Regions from separate parts of the Mus musculus genome. Here regions 1 and 3 are each linked to region 2. The links are chromatin contacts, called in public Hi-C maps. All regions are on one chromosome and are shown on one strand. The core of a region is the stretch at or near the end of the contact, and the rest is flanking DNA. Distances in the headings are between cores, read along the strand shown. Region 1 has its middle 23 kb from the start of Gm34409. Region 2 has its middle 53 kb from the start of Mylip. Region 3 has its middle 5.0 kb from the start of Gm40932.

The links. Hi-C and Micro-C count contacts between places; a contact is called where the count stands out from the background.
Region 1: a Hi-C map of bone marrow-derived macrophages shows a contact between it and region 2, with 31 read pairs. The contact joins two enhancer-like sites. A contact is called at or near these places in 1 of 39 promoter capture datasets (neutrophils), 3 of 484 Hi-C or Micro-C datasets (bone marrow-derived macrophages, embryonic fibroblasts and nephron progenitors), 6 of 115 datasets of contacts at active chromatin or transcription factors (the HPC-7 cell line, acute myeloid leukemia, bone marrow-derived macrophages and 3 more) and 1 of 9 other capture datasets (embryonic stem cells).
Region 3: a Hi-C map of bone marrow-derived macrophages shows a contact between it and region 2, with 1.7 times the contacts expected there. The contact joins two enhancer-like sites. A contact is called at or near these places in 6 of 484 Hi-C or Micro-C datasets (the HPC-7 cell line, bone marrow-derived macrophages, cerebral cortex and 2 more), 9 of 115 datasets of contacts at active chromatin or transcription factors (DN3 thymocytes, the HPC-7 cell line, acute myeloid leukemia and 5 more) and 2 of 9 other capture datasets (bone marrow-derived macrophages and embryonic stem cells).

Annotation. Positions count from the first base shown.
Region 1 is chr13:45,051,122-45,054,315 of GRCm38.p6, reverse strand. No RefSeq gene overlaps it. Among named protein-coding and RNA genes, the nearest start is that of Gm34409, 23 kb to the left of the region's middle. Within about 2 kb of position 1,320, at least 4 of the 459 cell types and tissues checked have an H3K27ac peak or open chromatin away from gene starts, as enhancers often do. A contact at or near this core is called in bone marrow-derived macrophages, where this site is marked.
Region 2 is chr13:45,441,346-45,444,114 of GRCm38.p6, reverse strand. No RefSeq gene overlaps it. Among named protein-coding and RNA genes, the nearest start is that of Mylip, 53 kb to the right of the region's middle. Within about 2 kb of position 1,379, at least 140 of the 459 cell types and tissues checked have an H3K27ac peak or open chromatin away from gene starts, as enhancers often do. A contact at or near this core is called in bone marrow-derived macrophages and microglia, where this site is marked.
Region 3 is chr13:45,100,514-45,103,466 of GRCm38.p6, reverse strand. No RefSeq gene overlaps it. Among named protein-coding and RNA genes, the nearest start is that of Gm40932, 5.0 kb to the left of the region's middle. Within about 2 kb of position 1,531, at least 13 of the 459 cell types and tissues checked have an H3K27ac peak or open chromatin away from gene starts, as enhancers often do. A contact at or near this core is called in bone marrow-derived macrophages and microglia, where this site is marked.

The DNA.
Region 1 (3,194 bases), core at 71-2,570, 390 kb after region 2:
GAGAGCCCACAGTGTCCTTCAGCCAGACCATCTGGTTCCACAAGACCACTTATGTGCTTGGGCACAGGGGACAGAAGTTTTTATGCTAAATGGGACTTAACTTATTCTGAAGGAATTTGCTTGCCCAAAGAAAGTCTGTAAAACACGGATAAGTTAAGAAGCTCCTGAAAGGAGAGGTACCCTTCCCATGTGGGCAAAGATGGTTCACGTGGGCTATAAAAATGTGTCTATCTGTGCTCTCCTATGAGTCTGGGAGGCAGAGATGGGAGAATTCCCAGAAGCTTCTTGGCCAGATGGCATAAGCAGCTGCAAATAGCAAGAGAAATTCTGTCTCAAAAATGGCGGAAAGCAGGATTGACTCTTGAGATTGCTGCCATCACCTCTCTCTCTCTCTCTCTCTCTCTCTCTCTCTCTCTCTCTCACACACACACACACACACACACACACACACACACATACATACACACACACACACAAACTCACACATACACACATATTCACACCACACACACATACACACATACACACAAACTCGCTCATACACACACATTAACACAAACACACACACACATTCATGCACAGAAACACACATACACACAAACTCACACACATACACTCACACATTCACAAACACATACTCACACTCAGAAACTCACAGATTCACACATTCACAAACACACACAAATTCCTACCACACACATACACACAAACTCACACATGCACAGATTCACACACACACATATATACAGACATACACACACACACAAACTCACACATACACACACTAACACACATTAACACACACACAAACTCACACATATACACACTCACATTCACACCACACACACATACACAAAAAATTCACATACACACATTCACACCACACACTCACACACACACAAATTCACACATACACACAAACTCATATTCACACCACACACACACATACACACACATACCAGGTATATAGCCTTTACCTGTACAGGAATTTTTAATTCTGGCTGCATCACTTGCATGCTACATGGCTGCTGTTAGCTGGATTGCCTCCTCTAACCTTGGCTTTTCTCATTGTCGGACAATAGTGAGGTAGGACTATCAGCCTTGTGGGTGCTGTGGAGAACATAGAGTGTCCAGCATATAACCATGCACAGAAGGCTACGACAGCGATTATAATGATTGGAGGACAGGCTGTGTTTTAAAGCCACTGTGAAGGGGTTGATAAGATAAAAGCATGCTGTCAGGATGCAGTGTAAGACAGCTCTGACGCTCCTCTTTTCACACCTCCAAACCCTCTCTCTCTGCCTTTGGAAAAGGTGGAAATTCTTTTTGACAGGACAAGATTATGCTAAAAATCACCTCCTCCTGCCAGAGTGTGAGGTCTCCGATGTCTCTGATTCATCGCTTAGCTTTCTGGGTCTGTTAGATGATTTCCTTCTGTCGGTCGCTTTAAGTTTGACTCTGACAACTTAATCACAGTCTACCAACACAATCTATTGTATGAGCAAATTCAAAGGAAAAACCAAAGCCTGTGCCAATAGGTTAACTGGCAAAATGTATCAGTCAACCTCTGAAAACAATCAAAAAGGAAATACATATAATAACGCCTAATTCCCAAAGATCTAGATACTATCCTACAAGATAAAATGCTCTAACCATTTTTTATTAAACTCTAAAACCAGACATGTATGTTGACATTGAACTTATTATTCAATGTTGCAAATTTGAACAATTAAAATTAGAGTAGGAAATGAAACAGCCGACATACACATTGAGTTAGAGAATATCAAACGCCATGTTACCAAAAGAAGTATTAGAATCAATAAGGAAGTGAGGTCAGACTGCCTGACTAAGGAAGGACTTACAAAGGGCAATAATTTCACAATGAAGATAGGAACTATGCAGCCTTGGGGAAATTTTTAAGAAATGGGGAATATAGAAATATAAACATATGGGGTTTGTTCAAAACAACTATCTCTTCCAAGTTTGAAAAAAAGAATGAGGAAAAAAAAGGCAAACTCAAATCACCAACAGGATGATGAAACTTATGAGCAGTAGAGAAAATGTAAATTAAAATAATCATTAGATTTCATTTTATACCCTACTATACAGCAAGTAGAGGGTTTTTTTAAATGTGTGGAAAGCTTATTGCTGGCAAAAACACTGATAGGAAGGAGAATTATTTCATCTTTAGGGAAAGCAGGCTGGACACAGCCATTTCACTTAAATATCACGCACACGCGTGCGTGTGCACACACACACACACACACACACACACATACACCCTTACCTATTTTCAGTATTTTCAGAGGGGAATTCACATTAATGATAAAAATCTTACAAGTATTTCCTTTAAGAGGGAAAAAAAAAAAGGTAGGCAGTTTGGGTGACATTACTAAATATTAACATTAAGCCAGGTCCTAACCAGAACAGTAATTTTTTTTTTAAGTTGAAAGAGGTGTCAAAGAAGCCAAGATTACCATTGTTTCCAGAACACAGAATTATATGTTTATTCTGGAGGTCATAGGGCCCACTCTTGTTTAGCTGCGTTAACATGGCCCTGAACTTCAGTCTAAATACTTGTGTTTGTAATCGTAGTCAAACGTTACTCTCAGGTTAACCAGAGAAGCTTCTCCTTGCAGTCAACGGCAGTGAATGCAGAGACTCATGGCCGCTCAAGATGCCTAGAATAAATAGCAATTGAGTGCTAGCCTGAAATAGGACACTTCTATAAACCCTTCTAAAGCTCAGGGGGCATGGTGGAAGAGGTGGTAGCAAGGCTGTAAGAAGCACCCTGAAGGGTTGCAAAATACTCTCTTCAGAGGATCACACAGCCATTGCAAACGTGATCTCAAAGCAGTTGCAGTTGCCTGGACTAGGCCTGAGCAAGACTCAACAGGCAACCATGTGTCAGCAGAGGGCTCATAGGGCCCTAATCCTCCCCCACTGAACTATTTGGAAACTGATGATTTCTAGAGAGGGACAGTGATGGCCATCAGTTGTGTTCCAGATGGTGTGCCTGCAAGGCTTCAGTGGGTAGTCCCAAGCATGGGGCTGCACAGATATCCTGGTTAAAATCAGCGGTTCACAAAAACAAAACAAGAAAGTATGAGAGAAGAAAACTGGGGAGGAGGAGTGGGTATGACAGAGGTAGCAGGGAGGTCAGAGAGAGTCACAGTGACAGTAAGAACGTACCA
Region 2 (2,769 bases), core at 130-2,629:
CCTAGAAGGTAAGGATTGGCAAGATACAGAAAATAGCTCTGTCCATGACCACAGGCATGTGAGGCAGAAAGAGGTCATCCCAAAACTCCCCACAGAAGGTCCATGGGGTGTGGGGGGGGACTCTTGGTACCCCTCACCCCCCACCCCCACCCCCCCACCCCACCCCCCGGCTAAGAACTAACCCTCTTCCCAAGCTCCGCAAGTCAAAGGTCATCAGAGTCTTGGGTCAGTCTGAGATGGCTTTGGACACACAGGAAGGGCACGGAAAACTAAGAGCTCTTCAGAAACAAAGTAGACAGAAGCCCGAATGAGACGCAAAATCTCAATCATAGATGACAGTTCTCCTAAAATAGCTCGTGGGAGAAAACTACAGTTTACCACTCCTTTTCCCCTCCTCCGCAGTGTCTCAGATGGGGAGGTTTTTAAGATGCATTTTCTAAATATTGGGGGAGGGGGGGGAATGGCCTCCCGTGGATATAAAATCATGAGGGAACATTAAATCTCCATGTTGTATCTCACTTCTGTCTTGTCTAAATGCATCAAAGAACAAGCTAAGAGTCTAGATTCTAGGACATAGAGAATGGTAAACGGTTTTATAGTTTGGATCTTAACTGCCTCACAAAGACCATGGGTGTCTTGAGGAGGCATCAGGGGGTGTTGGAACCTTTAGGAGGTGGGGCCCAGTGCCGGGAAGTTGGGTCCCTGGCACACCCTTAAAAGTGATAAATTAGAAGCCCAGATGTTTCCTGTGTCTCTGCACCCCTGGCTACTGGAGCTTGCAGCCCCTTGTTTTCACACACTCTGCTGTGGTTCACTGTCTGACCACAGGCCCAGGACCTGTGAAGTCAGCATTCACAACAAAAGGTCCCTCGTTTAAGCTGCTTTCTCCAGTTGTTCCCTCATGGCGGCAGAAAGCCCACCAACATGATCGGATTGCCATCCGTTCTACAGCCAGGAAATGCCCGACATACTCATTCCTGCTTGTTTCATGAGCCCCTCCTCCTTGGGAAGCCACATGGGGGCTTGACAGCCTCTCCCTGTGGAGCAGCCCTTGGCCCATAGAGCTTTAAGATGTAGCTGCTGAGTCAAGCTTAGCCATTGTAGCTCAGGAGGGATGATTTTGGGACAGGCCATCTTTCTGGCTCGTTGGCCCATTCCTTGATGGAATTTCCCACTTTTCTGAGGACTATCCACTCCTCTCAAGGATTTCCTATTATGCTAGTTAGTTTGTAATGGAAAAAAAAAAACCAAAAAACAAACAAACAAACCATAAAATGCCTGGTAGTTTATTTTTTTCTCATTTTTGTAGTTCAGCTCAATAACCTCGAGGTGGCAGTAGAGACTCCAACCAATTTTCTTGACTGGATCCAACCGCCTGTACATTGCTTCATAGGATCTTACAGCATTAGGTGACAGGTCAGTTGAGAAGGACTTAGCAGAAGGACTTAGCACAAGTGAGGCGACCTCAGTCAGGACTGTTTGGCTAGAATCTCTGGGAGGGCAGAGCAACCCTCTCCACTCCACCCTTCTGTGAGGTGTGTGTTTCCAGCTTTAACCTTCCCCCTCCCCCATTTTGCAGTCGGGAGTGGTTTGTGCAAACAAGGAACTCTTGTGAGCCAAGCATGAAGTTAGAAGCAAGGCTTGGGATAGGGGTTATTCTAGTTCAGATGTCACTCAAAGCCCTTGGGCAATGCATTTCAAGCCAAATACAAGCATCTTGACTTTTAATTGATTTACACTAAAATACATATCTAAGCTCCAGTTTTAAATGGAAAAGTGTTTGGTTAATAACTTCCATTAACCCAACATCGTTTTAATGACTAGAGGTAAGGAGCGAGATTGGATTTCCTAAACAACACAGCCAATACCCACAACAAAACAAATGTAAGTGGAAAAGCACGCTGGGAACGAACAGCTTGCTCCCGCAAATCAAGTTTTCCAAAAGCCAGGTGGTAGGAGGGCTTTCGTAACATGCGTGTTCCTATTCTTAAATTTTAATTTGAAGAAAAAATAGACAGAAGAAAAGTAGTAATGTTGCCCATTGCTGGGACAAATTCCTAGCAAAGAAAGGAAAAGGCGCCATGGTGAGTCACGACCCTTCACTGTGGGTCTGGCTGAAGTGTACCTGTTACAAGGACTTTTCTGGGGAATACACATCTCATTTCAGACAGGGCACAGAGGACGGATCACAGCAACGGTTCTTCCTACAACAAACCAAAGGGAAAAAAAATGTCACCCAGGTCCAATTTGGTGAATCAAATGAATTGATGGAACTTATGGGGGCACAGACTGGGAGCTACCTACAGGATCAGAGGTGACTCATAAACATCTGCATCCCTGAAAAGGGCCACCCCATCATGCCTAATGACTCCTAGAAGCTATATCATAGAGTCCAGGCCTTCGGTGAACCGCAATGCTATACATTTTCTGGTACCTTCCAACATAACTGTTCAGCTGAGGCAGAATTACATACAGCTGGGAGGTGACCGCAATGAGGCGTGATTGGCTAGAATCTCTGGGAAGGCGGACCAACCCTCCCCACCCCACCCCACCCCTCTGTGAGGAAAACACCAACAGGCTGGATCACCAATGGCTGTTAATGCTCAGAAGACAACATACTGCAGCAAAACTCTACAGTGCTGGCTACTGGGCCTCGCCTGTCACATTAGTATGTGTCTCAGCACTGTGACAAAACAATTGATAAAAACAACTTGAAGGAAGGCAGTGTTTACTGTTGGCTCGAAGCTTGAGGGTTGGCCACATCTCGGT
Region 3 (2,953 bases), core at 282-2,781, 340 kb after region 2:
AAGTGGTGGTTCCTGCCACGTGGTAGAGATTGGCTCAAGCACTGTTGCCCTGTTAGTATTGAGGACCTCTGGCACCTCCTGGTAGCACCAGTAACATGAAGGTCCTGAAGCAGTTTTCCTCTGACCAGTTGGAGGTTCAGAGCCAGGCTCTCCCTGGGAAAACTGATGACAGAAAGCACAGCACTCCTGCTGTGTTCGTTCCCAGTCTTGACAAGAGTGCCTGCTCACAGTGCTGGGGCAGCCAGCAGTGGGGATAGCATCAGTGTGGCGACAGAGTGGTAGGGGAGCGTTCTGTGCAAACTTACTCCCAGCAACCCCAGCAGTGTGACCTCAGCCTATCGCAGGAAAAGAACTGGATAGTTTCTCCTCAGAGTTCCTTTGTTCCCCTGGGGTAGGCTATCAGACAGGTGGTTCAGAGCCATCCCTTGTGAACAGGGCAATGGTGTAACTACCTTGATGTCCATTCTGCTCCATACTAGCAGGAGCCTGTAAACAGCTCAGGGTGGAAGGGTGGTGAAAACCTGTATCTGCCTTCAGTACAGGCACTGGCATGAATCAGCAAATAGGGAAAGGCTCCCCATCTCTTGGTTCTTGAGAGCGGTGTCCTCCCCCACCATCCAACTCACATCCATCCTTTCCAATGCCAGGCACCCAGTGGGATGGATTGCAGTTGAGCCACTCTGCTGGACGAAACTGGGTGAGACGTCTGTTGGTCCCAGGAATTGGACTAGATTTTTGCACTGATATATTTCTCAGGTTGGCTGAAAGGAACTATAGTTCCTGGTTAAACTAACAACTCTCTGTGGACATCATTTGGGTTTCACTCAGTCTTAGCTTGCTTTCAAATCAACACTGCAATTTGGAGCATTATTGGGAACTGGTTTGGAATCATTGCTCATTGCTTTGGCTCTTGAGAATATAGCTACAGCACTATTCCCCCAACTAATAACCACAGTGATTCCTACTGTGTCTGGGGTTCAGGACATCTGAAAGTCTCCTTGTCCACAAGCCTACAAATGAATTTTGAATTCTCCCTAGACATCAAATTATCTCAGACATAACCTCCAAGGTGACATCAACAGAAGGCTATTTATTTTTATACTGTATAGAATAGAAATTATATTCTCCTAATTATAGAAATTCCAGGTAAACAACCATATAGGTTTGCCTAGCATTGAGTTTTGCCGGACTTGGGAATTTCAGTTTTAGAGCCAAGATTATTTTGGCCAATTAGGACAAGTTGATGATACCATAGGGAAGGGCTGGAGTATTAACACTGCATCTTTCCATTCCTCCTCCATGACACTAGCTGACTGTTTCTTCCTCATCTATAACTGAAGTTGACCCAAGTAAATATGTTCCATGGCACTGAATAGGCCACAGAGAGCAAGCCTGTTGGCAGCACTCCTCCATGGTCTTGTGGAAACAGAAACAAATAAACATTCTTCTCCCTGAGTTGGCTTTTGTCAGGGCTTTACCACAGCAACAGAATGAAACTAGGAAGTTAGAAAAACCCAGGTTCTTTGGTCATTACGGAATGTCAGAGGCTAGCAAACACCTAAGTATAGAAGCTGAGACTTCCCTCTCAGGACTCCTGGGAACTTGGTACACTACCACATTCTAGCTGTGTGGTCTTGCAGAAGTCCTTTCTAAGCTCCTGAATCCTTGATTACAAAGCACCTTTTAGAGTCAGGGGTGATCTGGAGGTGCTGTTCATCTATAAGCACTTGCCTATCGTCCAAGGATTCAACTGTCAGAACTAAAGAAAGGAAGGAAGGGAATGAAAGGGAAGGGAGGGAGGAGTTGAAAAGGAGAAAGAGAAGAAATACTAACAAAGGGAAAAGTAGGAGGGAAGGAGAGGGGAATCAGTGGGGAGAATCTTAGAGGTCAGCACATTGCATTTCACAAAAGACGCTGAGCTCCCGCCAGCTCCTGCCCCTCTGTGGTCACACATATATCCAGGTGTGGTGTGAGACACCATCAAAATGTCTCCCTGTGGATGTAGATTCAACTTCTCATTATTAGAGTTGTATTACGTCTGAGATAGAAGGGGTTGTTGTTGTTTTTGTATGTCATTTTTGTTGTTGTTGTTGTTGTAACAGTATTGTCTTCTCCAAAAATGATCCCTGAGCTCCTGAGATATAAAAATCTAGATTGCAATGGCTGAGAGAATGACTCAGCACACAAGAGCACTTGCTACTCTTCCAGAGGACTGGAGTCTCTGCCACCCACAGCACACAGGTTCCAACCACCTGTAACTCTAACTCCAGGCGACGCTGGTCTCAGCAAACTGTCCTTCATACGGGCATATAGCACAGGCACACAGATGGACATTTTTTTTTAATGTCTTGGTTCTCAAACCTAATCATTTAACAAATAAAGAATCTGAAGCCAGAACAGATGGGTGAATTATGTTCTTGCTAGACAGCACACATCTAAATTCCAATCCTTTTACTTCCAATTTGCTCATCCAATGTTCTTCTATCAAATGGAATCTTGACCCTTTCTTTAAGGATTCTGTGGCTTAGGTAGAGCTGGGAGTTAGGCAGACCAGGAGTAGAACCCTTAGGGAGGTAGTAATGCAATGCGTGTGTTTAATTAAAAGGCATGCAAATTGGTTTTTCTAGAAGGGATTGAGAAGAATTGGGTGCTAAGTGCAAATTATGCCTCAGGCAAGCCAACAGAGGGGGCAGGAGCCCTAATGAGCAGGAGGCCAGCTAACACGAACACAGCTTACTGCCTTCAGGTTAATTCCAATCATGAGATAGTTCTTCATTGCTTGGTTAGTGTGTTCAGCAGGATGTTTGCCTCTGTAACAAATGCCTAAAAGAGGAAAGGTTCATTTTGGTCTTAAGGGTTTCAGTTTGGGCTTGATTGGCTCTGTTGCTTGGGGGTTGTGATTGAGACAGTATATCATGGTGGGAGGCACAGGTAGAGAAGAGTTGCTCACTCC